Regions from separate parts of the Sus scrofa genome. Here region 1 is linked to region 2. Evidence: chromatin contacts called from public HiChIP or PLAC-seq data. All regions are on one chromosome and are shown on one strand. The core of a region is the stretch at or near the end of the contact, and the rest is flanking DNA. Distances in the headings are between cores, read along the strand shown. Region 1 holds the start of ADIPOQ (adiponectin, C1Q and collagen domain containing). Region 2 overlaps ST6GAL1 (beta-galactoside alpha-2,6-sialyltransferase 1).

Region 1 (3,916 bases), core at 415-2,914, 110 kb after region 2:
CACTCTCTCTCCACACACACACACACCTGTTCTCAAGGAACTGGTTAAGCAGAGCATCCCCCCACCACATTTTGGGTATCAGTGTCTCTCCTGATTGACAGCTTCTACCTCCTGACCTCAGCCAAGTGTCTGGGGCCACTGGTCTTCCAACTTGACAAGGAGTAGGGGAGCAGCCTGATCTCAGAGCCACCTTAGAAATGACAAGAAGCAAGTCTTGTGTCTCTTTACAACTCCTCAAGAATTAAGGGAGGGAGGCAGCAAGAACAGCCAGTTAAGCTGCATGGCTCCCTTTCCACTGCTCAGCTTCCAGAACAAAGCTGACACCCTCATGTTTCTTTGTGCATATTCTGCCAGTATCAAGGCCCCCCTATTCCCCAACCTTGTCAGGATGAGCCAACCTTACCCCAAATGGATGGAGTTACCAGGAGCGAGGTGGCTGCACCGCTTGCAACGCTTGATCTGAAAATCCAAAACCTCTCCAGGAGTTCCCATCATGGCTCAGTGGTTAACGAATCCAACTGGGAACCATGAGGTTGCAGGTTCGATCCCTGGCCTCGCTCAGCGGGTTAAGGATCCATCGTGGCTGTGAGCTGTGGTGTAGGTCACAGACGCGGCTCAGATCTGGTGGTGTTGTGTTGCAGGCCAGCAGCTACAGCTCTGATTAGACCCCTAGCCTGGTAACCTCCGTATGCCACCGGTGCGGCCCTAGAAAAGAAAAAAAAAAAAAAACGAAAAAGAAAAAAATTCTCCAGAGCAGGGACCCACATCTCCTGACACCCAAGGGCTGGCCTGATCTCTAAAATCCCTCCCACTCAGTCTCTGCATCTATGGCTGCAAACAACCAGGAGGCCACAAGTGCAATGCTCCCTGGGACAAGCAGGATTGGGCTTGGGAAAGGCGGGGCAGATCCAGTTGTTCTGTCAGAGGATGTCTGCTACAAAGAAAATGTTGCATGAGCTCCCTGTACATGGCAGGCCCTGTGCTCACTCTACTTCATTTGAACATCTCAGTCACCTTGTGTGGTACCTCCACATGGGTGCAGACATGCCCATGTTTACAGATACCCCCAAAGCTACAGATAATGACTGGGCCCCACCCATCTTTGTTTCTCACGAACCCTACCCAGAGTCTGGTCCGTTGAATCTGCTCAATAAACACTGCTGACTAGAATCCAGTGGTAGAGTTGAATTCCAAACTCAGTCTCCCCAGGCTGCATCTTCATGTGCTCCTTTCTCTGCCCTACCTGGTCAAGTGGAGAAGCAATTCATCCCCTGCTCCTCTTATCTAAATGGACTTTATCGCTGGACCATGCTTCCTGCTTCACTGACCCCAACATTTTCTTTAGTTAGCCATCTCACCACAGAGTGAATTGGGCAAAATTCAGGATGGTTCCAGGCATCCTGATCACAATGAACAATTCCCTTTTCTCTAGGAGCCGTGGGGAAATTAAGGAAGAAACCCAAGGCCAGTCTGCCTCCACCAGGGCTGCCCTGGCCAGGGTTTTGCCTATATCACCTCCCCACCCTGCCACGATGGGGAAAGCATGAGCACGCCCCAACCCCAGGTTCCCTTTCGGGACAGCCACCTTTACCTACAGCCTGGAATTCCAATCACTTGTCCTTACCCTCAGGTGTGGAATCAGAGCCACAGACTGCAGTCAGGATGGAAATGAGGAGAAGGTGGCCCAGCCTCTGCAGCCTGGTACTCATGGGGAAGGCAGTCCCCACCTCGAAATTGTTGCTTCCCATTGGCCAGCGTGCTGAGGCCCAGAGACCAGTGGGTGGGCTCACACCCCTGGCGGCTGCTTCAGGTCTCCACCCTGGGGAACCTGGTGCAACCCAGCTCCAGCTTGGGAAGCCAAGTGGGGCTTCAGTCACCACACTCACGTTTCCAGGCCTCGGCCCTTAGACTTGCCTCCTATAACAGGGACAGAAAATGGGGCCAAGGGTCAATACTAGAGGCAGGAAAACAATATATTTCCTTATGTAAAATTAATGGCCTGGTGGTCCAGGAGACCTCCCTCTCCCCAGAGATTTGCTCTAATAAGTCCAGGGAACCAATTACACCATCACACTCATTGTGCACGACAGGGAAAAGGAAATGAAATATAGCAAGAAATACAATGCATCCTTCACTTTCTGGCCTGAACTCCAGACTGGGGGAAGACTTTGCATGTTAATTTGGAGAACTGATGTGAGGAGATGTTTCTGAGGCAGTATAAGGCAGGGCCAGATTAAAACCATTGAAAGGCCCTGAATTCCAAAAGATGTTGGAGCCCTCCTTGTGTGGGATTCAAATTAAATATATCGGAAAAACATTTATTAAATAGAATATTAGAATATCGTCTTTCACTGTTTTTTGTTGCCAAAACTCTGGAGATGTTTTTGAAAACCAACTTTTTTTTTTTTTTTTTTTTTTTTTTGCCATTTCTTGGGCCGCTCCCGCGGCATATGGAGGTTCCCAGGCTAGGGGTCGAATCGGAGCTGTAGCTGCCGGTCTACACCAGAGCCATAGCAATGCTGGATCCGAGCTGCGTCTGCAACCTATACCACAGCTCATGGCAACGCCGGATCTGAAAACCAACTTTTTATATATGTGTGTGAAGTGCTCCTTTTTCCAATGTCTGATGCCTGGGCCTGATCCACCTACTGGTGAACGCTGCTCTGGGCTGGAAGTGGCCTGGAGGCCCGGCGGCTCTAACCCACATCATTGTCTCTAGAAGGCTTAGGCTTAAAGTGGCAACGTTCATCACCTTGGACTCTTTTTGACAACTCCACATTCCATTTTTGAACGGCAGCATCAGAGCCAGTTCCTGCAAGCCACAGATTCTGATGCATTAAATCATGACGCCAGCAAAGGCTCAGGACCCCAGCAACAACTTCTGCAAGGCATTCAGAAACAGAATTTCTCAGGCAGAGTCTGGACGAGCCTGCCCCTAAATACCACCTCTGCTGGCCACACAGAGCCTAAAAGTCTACCAGCAAAGTCAAGTCCAATCTAAAGCTTCGTCTCCTGCTAATATGCAAGTATGTCCAGAAAAGCCCAGTAGGACTTTGAGATTGGAGTCACGAGTCTCTTCTCAAGAGCCCACTGGCTCAGTGAAGCGACTTACGAAAATTAGGTTCTAGTTTATTAGATATGTTGCACTCAGGAGAAAACAGAAACTGTGACAATTCTTGGTTACGCCAGTGTTTTATTTTTACTATGGTATCGTATTTATTTGGGGTTTGTTCCACCATGTGTCTTTCCTTCCTCAAATGTAAACTTCATGAGAGCAAGTGCCTTGCCTGTTCAATGGTTTGTCCCCAAGCCCCTAGAATAAGATCTGGTATGAGATGGGCAGTGATAAATGCTGAATCAAAAATAAGAGAGTAATGGAACTCCACATTGGGAGTTAAGAACCTGACAAGTATCTGCGAGGCTACGGGTTTGACCCCTGGCCTTGCTCAGTGGGTTAAGGATTCGGCATTGCCACAATCTATTCTAAACTGAGGCATAGGTTGCAGGTGTGGCTCGGATCTGGTGTTGCTAGTTGCTGTGGCTGCAGCTCTGATTCAACCCCTAGCCCAGAAACTTCTATGTGCCAAAGATGTGGCCGTAACAAGAAAAATAAAATTAAAAAGAGAAAAGATATTTTTTAAAAAATGATAGTAATTGTATTTAAGCTTCCCATAGAGATAGCTATGACTGTCTCCTAGTTTACAAATCAAGAGTCTGGAGTTCAGTGAAGTTAAGTGACTAGTCCAGGGCACAGACCCAAGATTTGAACCCAGTCTGTCTGACTACAAAACCTGTATGCTTTCGAGTACCTTACATCCTTCACTTCTGCTGATGGACTATTAAACCCTAAGATTCATGCACCTCCTTCAGAGTAGCTTTGGGGTTGGCATAAAAATTGTTTTCTTCCGATCCTATG
Region 2 (4,024 bases), core at 73-2,572:
ATCAGCTGTCACTTATTGGGTACTCTAATGTGTGTGCATTTTGCAAAGGTCATCATAGTCAGTGCCTGGTGCTGATGGTTTGGAATTACCCCTTTTGAAAATTTAAATGTTTCTCTCTCCCTGGGTTTCTCCCGTTCTCTACAAGATGTTGAAGACCGCCAACAGCATTTGACCAAAATACTTGCACATTTTTTTAGGGCCCCAGTAATTCACTCTAACTATCCCTTTGATGAGTAAACATTTCTCAAGATTTCCCTGAGAATAAAGACAGTGTGCTGGAGGTTAGGGACTCTGGCTGACTTCAAGTAGCTACATTTCTTAGATTCATCTCTCTCTAGCCCCAGGCTTCAGTCTTCTCTCTCCTTAGCTGGCTGGGTGGCACTGGGTAGGCTACACTGAACACTGATACACTGCCCTTGACATAATGAGGATGAGGATACTGTGACAAGCGCCCGGCATTATTCCAGGCACATAGGCTAGTTCATAAATAGTAAGGAGGCTTTCTTTCATTCTTCCCATGCAGGCTGCCAATGTCTTTTCAGAAAATGTAGGAGTAAAATAGGAGTCCAGTTGTTCTGTCTTCTCCCTGGACATCTGTGAACTTTGTGTCATTTGCCACCATCAGGGAATGTAAACTGCTTTCTTTGCCCATCATTTTTTTAGAAAGGAAAAAGATAGGCTTTCGTTGATGCCTTTCGTAAATCATAGTTCCTTTGATTTCTTCCTTTCCTGACACTATTCTATTTATCAAATCCAAAGGAAACAAACTTAGATCATTTCAATCCATCATCTCCCAGAGGTGGTACAACTTGGTGTGAGATGGAGCTTGGTTTAATGCCAGGCTTGGACCGAGTCAAACAGTCTTTCTGCTTCCCTTGCCAACTCTTTTGTTCCCCATGTTCCCTGGATTTACCATTTGCTACAGTCTGAATGTTTGTGTCCCCTGCCAAATCATGTATTGAAATCCTAACCAGAACCGAAGGTGGGGCCTTTAGGACACGATTAGGCCATAAGGGTGGAGTCTTTAATGAATGGGGTTAGTGTTCTTATAAAAAAGACACAGAAGAGTGCCATCACCCCTTCTGCCACATGAGGACACTGCAAGAAGGTGCCAGCTGTGAACTAGGAAATGTGGCGTCACTAGAACACCACCGTGCTGGGGCCATGATCTCAGACTCCCCAGAACTGAGAATTGAATGTCTGCTGTTTATAAACAGTCTGAACAGACTAAGTCACCATCGTATCCCCTATGTCTACACAGGACACTTGGGTGACATGTCATTCTAGTCACTCAAGTGAGTCACCTGCAGATTTATCTCCCCAAAACATACCCATGGTGCAGTAAAGAGGAAACCAAAATAAAACCACATGCAGCTGCTCAAAACACTAAGGAGTGTGTCACGAGAAGGAGAGAAATGTCACTGGCCCACAGTCAGTGTTTCAGAAAGCAATCTCCTTACATCAGACATTCTTGTTATTTTGTTGTTATTGTCGGTATGGTGACCTGTCACTTAATTCTAGAGTGTTTTATATTGTATCCAAAAAATATCCACTGCAGACCCACTAGGTGCCAGGCATTCAGCTAGGGGCTTGGACTCAGTAGCAACTCTTTGGCAAGGACCAGAAATCACTTGCTCTATATCCGTTTGCCAGTCTGGAGGTTCTCAGCTTGCTTATGCTGTCCCTTCCCCACCTCTTCCAGTGTCACTTCCCCAGTCCTCCTCCCCCACCCACACTCCAAAGGTTGTTTTTGTACAGCTAAAAAAAAAAAACCCTTCAAGCAAATCACTTCCTCAAACAACTTAATCTCTCCTTCCTCACAGTAGGGCCTCTTGAGATGCTTATACTTCCCCACTTTCAACATGTTCTTCAAATAACTAGAGTCAGCCCATATCATTCCACTGAAATTGCATTTCTAATTGCAAAATCTGACTCCTCTCCAGCACCAAAGTTCAGTGAGGCCTCTCTGGTTCTTTTTCTTCAAACTCCCTTCCTCTAACAGGTATCCTCGCAGCGTCCCTCCTCCCTCCCCAACCCAGCCTCCTCTGGTGACCGGCATCCTGCCAGTCTTGAAATGCCCACATCCCCAGTGGTCCAGTCTCAGCCCCTCCAGTTCCCCTCACTCTGTACTCCCTTATACAAGAGGAGTCCTGCATCCATGGGCACCTCCTCCACACTCTAGGCCATGTGGGTTTTTTTTCTGTTTTATTTTTTTTTCAACCAGACACCTGTATGGAAACTTTACACCCTATATTTACACATTTTTAAAATTTATTAACCACTAAATTAGGTGCCCAGCATAATTCTTAGGGCTTAAGCAGATAAAGATTGCTGCCCCCAGAGCTTTTCGTTCTAGCAGAATGAGACACAGAAAACCATAAATGTAATAAGCAAATTATGTAGTATCTTAGGGGATGTTAAGTGCTATAGGAAACGAAGCAGAGCATGAGAAGAGGAGAACCAGAAATGCTGGGTTGAGGCAGGTCTCTGTTTTCAAAAGGGCAGAGAAGCCTCATTGAGAAGTGGACACTGAGCCAAGAATCAAAAGTGGCAAAGGAGTGGGCCCTACAATCTTTCAGGAAGGGCACTTAAGGCAGAGGAAGGTCCGTGCAAAGCGGGCAGGGCTGCACTGCTGTATACTGGCTGGAAGGAAAGGAGCAGGGGAGGGACAGAAAAAAGGGATCCTAGTGGAATGGAGGCAACGGGGTGGGGCCTTAAAGGTCAAGATAAGGACTTTGGGTTTTACTCTAGTAAAATGAGAAACCACTGCAAGAGTTTCAGCAGAGGAGCAACCTAATCTGATTCAATGTCGTCAGGATTGCCTGTGTGGATAGGAGAGAGGACAAGGGCAGAAGAAGGCAGACCATCAAGAGCTCACTGGCATGATCCTGGTGAGAGATGCCCTCAGCTTGGACCAGGGACCTGCAGCAGAGGTGGTAAGAAGGGGATATATTTCAGATGTGCTTCAGAAATCAAGCCTGATGTTTGCAGAACACCTGAAACCCTGTCGATCAACTATACTTCAATACAAAAGAGCAGTCAAAATAATAAGTCAAGGCTGATGGACTGCATGAGGCTGTGAGGGAAAAGTTCCAAGGATGATGCCAAGGTTTGGGATCCAAGCAACTGGAAGGATGGCACTGCTTTCAACAGAAGAGAAGAAGGTGAGGGAAATGCAGATTCGGGAAGAGAAGATGAGGAGTTCAGCTCTGGGTATCCTGAATTTGAGATTAGCCCACAAAGGGAGTTTAAACAGGCAGCTTGATAGGAAATTAAAGATGTCAGGAGGAAGGCCCAGGCTGGAGGTGTAAGTGTGGGGTTTATCAGCACCAAGGGCCCTTTGAAGGTTCTTGATCAGCTGACTAAGTTTTTCTACCCAACTACATGGATATTTACTCTGGAGCAAGAGTCCCTGGGTTTAAACCTGACAGTACCACTTCTCAGCTATGTGATCTCAACAACTACTCAACTGCACTGATGCGGTTTCCTCACCTGTAAAATGGAGAAAATAGTACCTACCTCTCAGGGTTACGATGAGGAAAAAATGAGGCAATTCATATTAATTACCCTGCACATGGAAATCAGCATTCAAAATACATTAATAACTGCAAACCTCTCCCTCAGCTTTTCTATCACTTACTATCTTGCTAAGCTTGGTATCTTCATTTTGTCCTTCTTTCTTACCCCAGAGTCAACTCACCCTTCATCTAGGGTACTCCTAGATCATTTGTTCATCCTGGTACTTCATTGCTTCTAGAACAAGCCCTTAAAGGTACTGAATCGATAAGAAACAAAGCTCTATTATTTCTACTCTCAAAACATTTCTCAAATCTGTCTACATCTCTCTTGTCCCATTATTATTTCTTATCTGAGCTACCAATAAATTTTACTTAATCCTCAATTAGAGCTCAGATAAGATCAAAGTATAATTTTAACATGCTTACATGTCTATCATCCCTTAAAACTTCAAGCATTTCAACCAAGTAAACGATTACTTCCGTATCCCCAGTGCCTTTGTTTCCAG

What was found. HiChIP or PLAC-seq counts read pairs in DNA pulled down with a chosen protein or histone mark.
Region 1: a contact with region 2 is called in an H3K27ac HiChIP or PLAC-seq map of alveolar macrophages. The contact joins the promoter of ADIPOQ here to the enhancer-like site in region 2. A contact is called at or near these places in 9 of 47 Hi-C or Micro-C datasets (alveolar macrophages, blood, embryonic fibroblasts and 2 more) and 1 of 2 datasets of contacts at active chromatin or transcription factors (alveolar macrophages).

The regions. Positions count from the first base shown.
Region 1 is chr13:124,631,654-124,635,569 of Sscrofa11.1, reverse strand. It overlaps ADIPOQ (adiponectin, C1Q and collagen domain containing), which reads right to left and starts at 1,664. Exons shown (of 4, transcript NM_214370.1): 1 at 1,625-1,664.
Region 2 is chr13:124,745,914-124,749,937 of Sscrofa11.1, reverse strand. The region is part of intron 2 of ST6GAL1 (beta-galactoside alpha-2,6-sialyltransferase 1); the gene reads right to left. Among named protein-coding and RNA genes, the nearest start is that of ST6GAL1, 48 kb to the right of the region's middle. Within about 2 kb of position 1,322, at least 23 of the 83 cell types and tissues checked have an H3K27ac peak or open chromatin away from gene starts, as enhancers often do. A contact at or near this core is called in alveolar macrophages and liver, where this site is marked.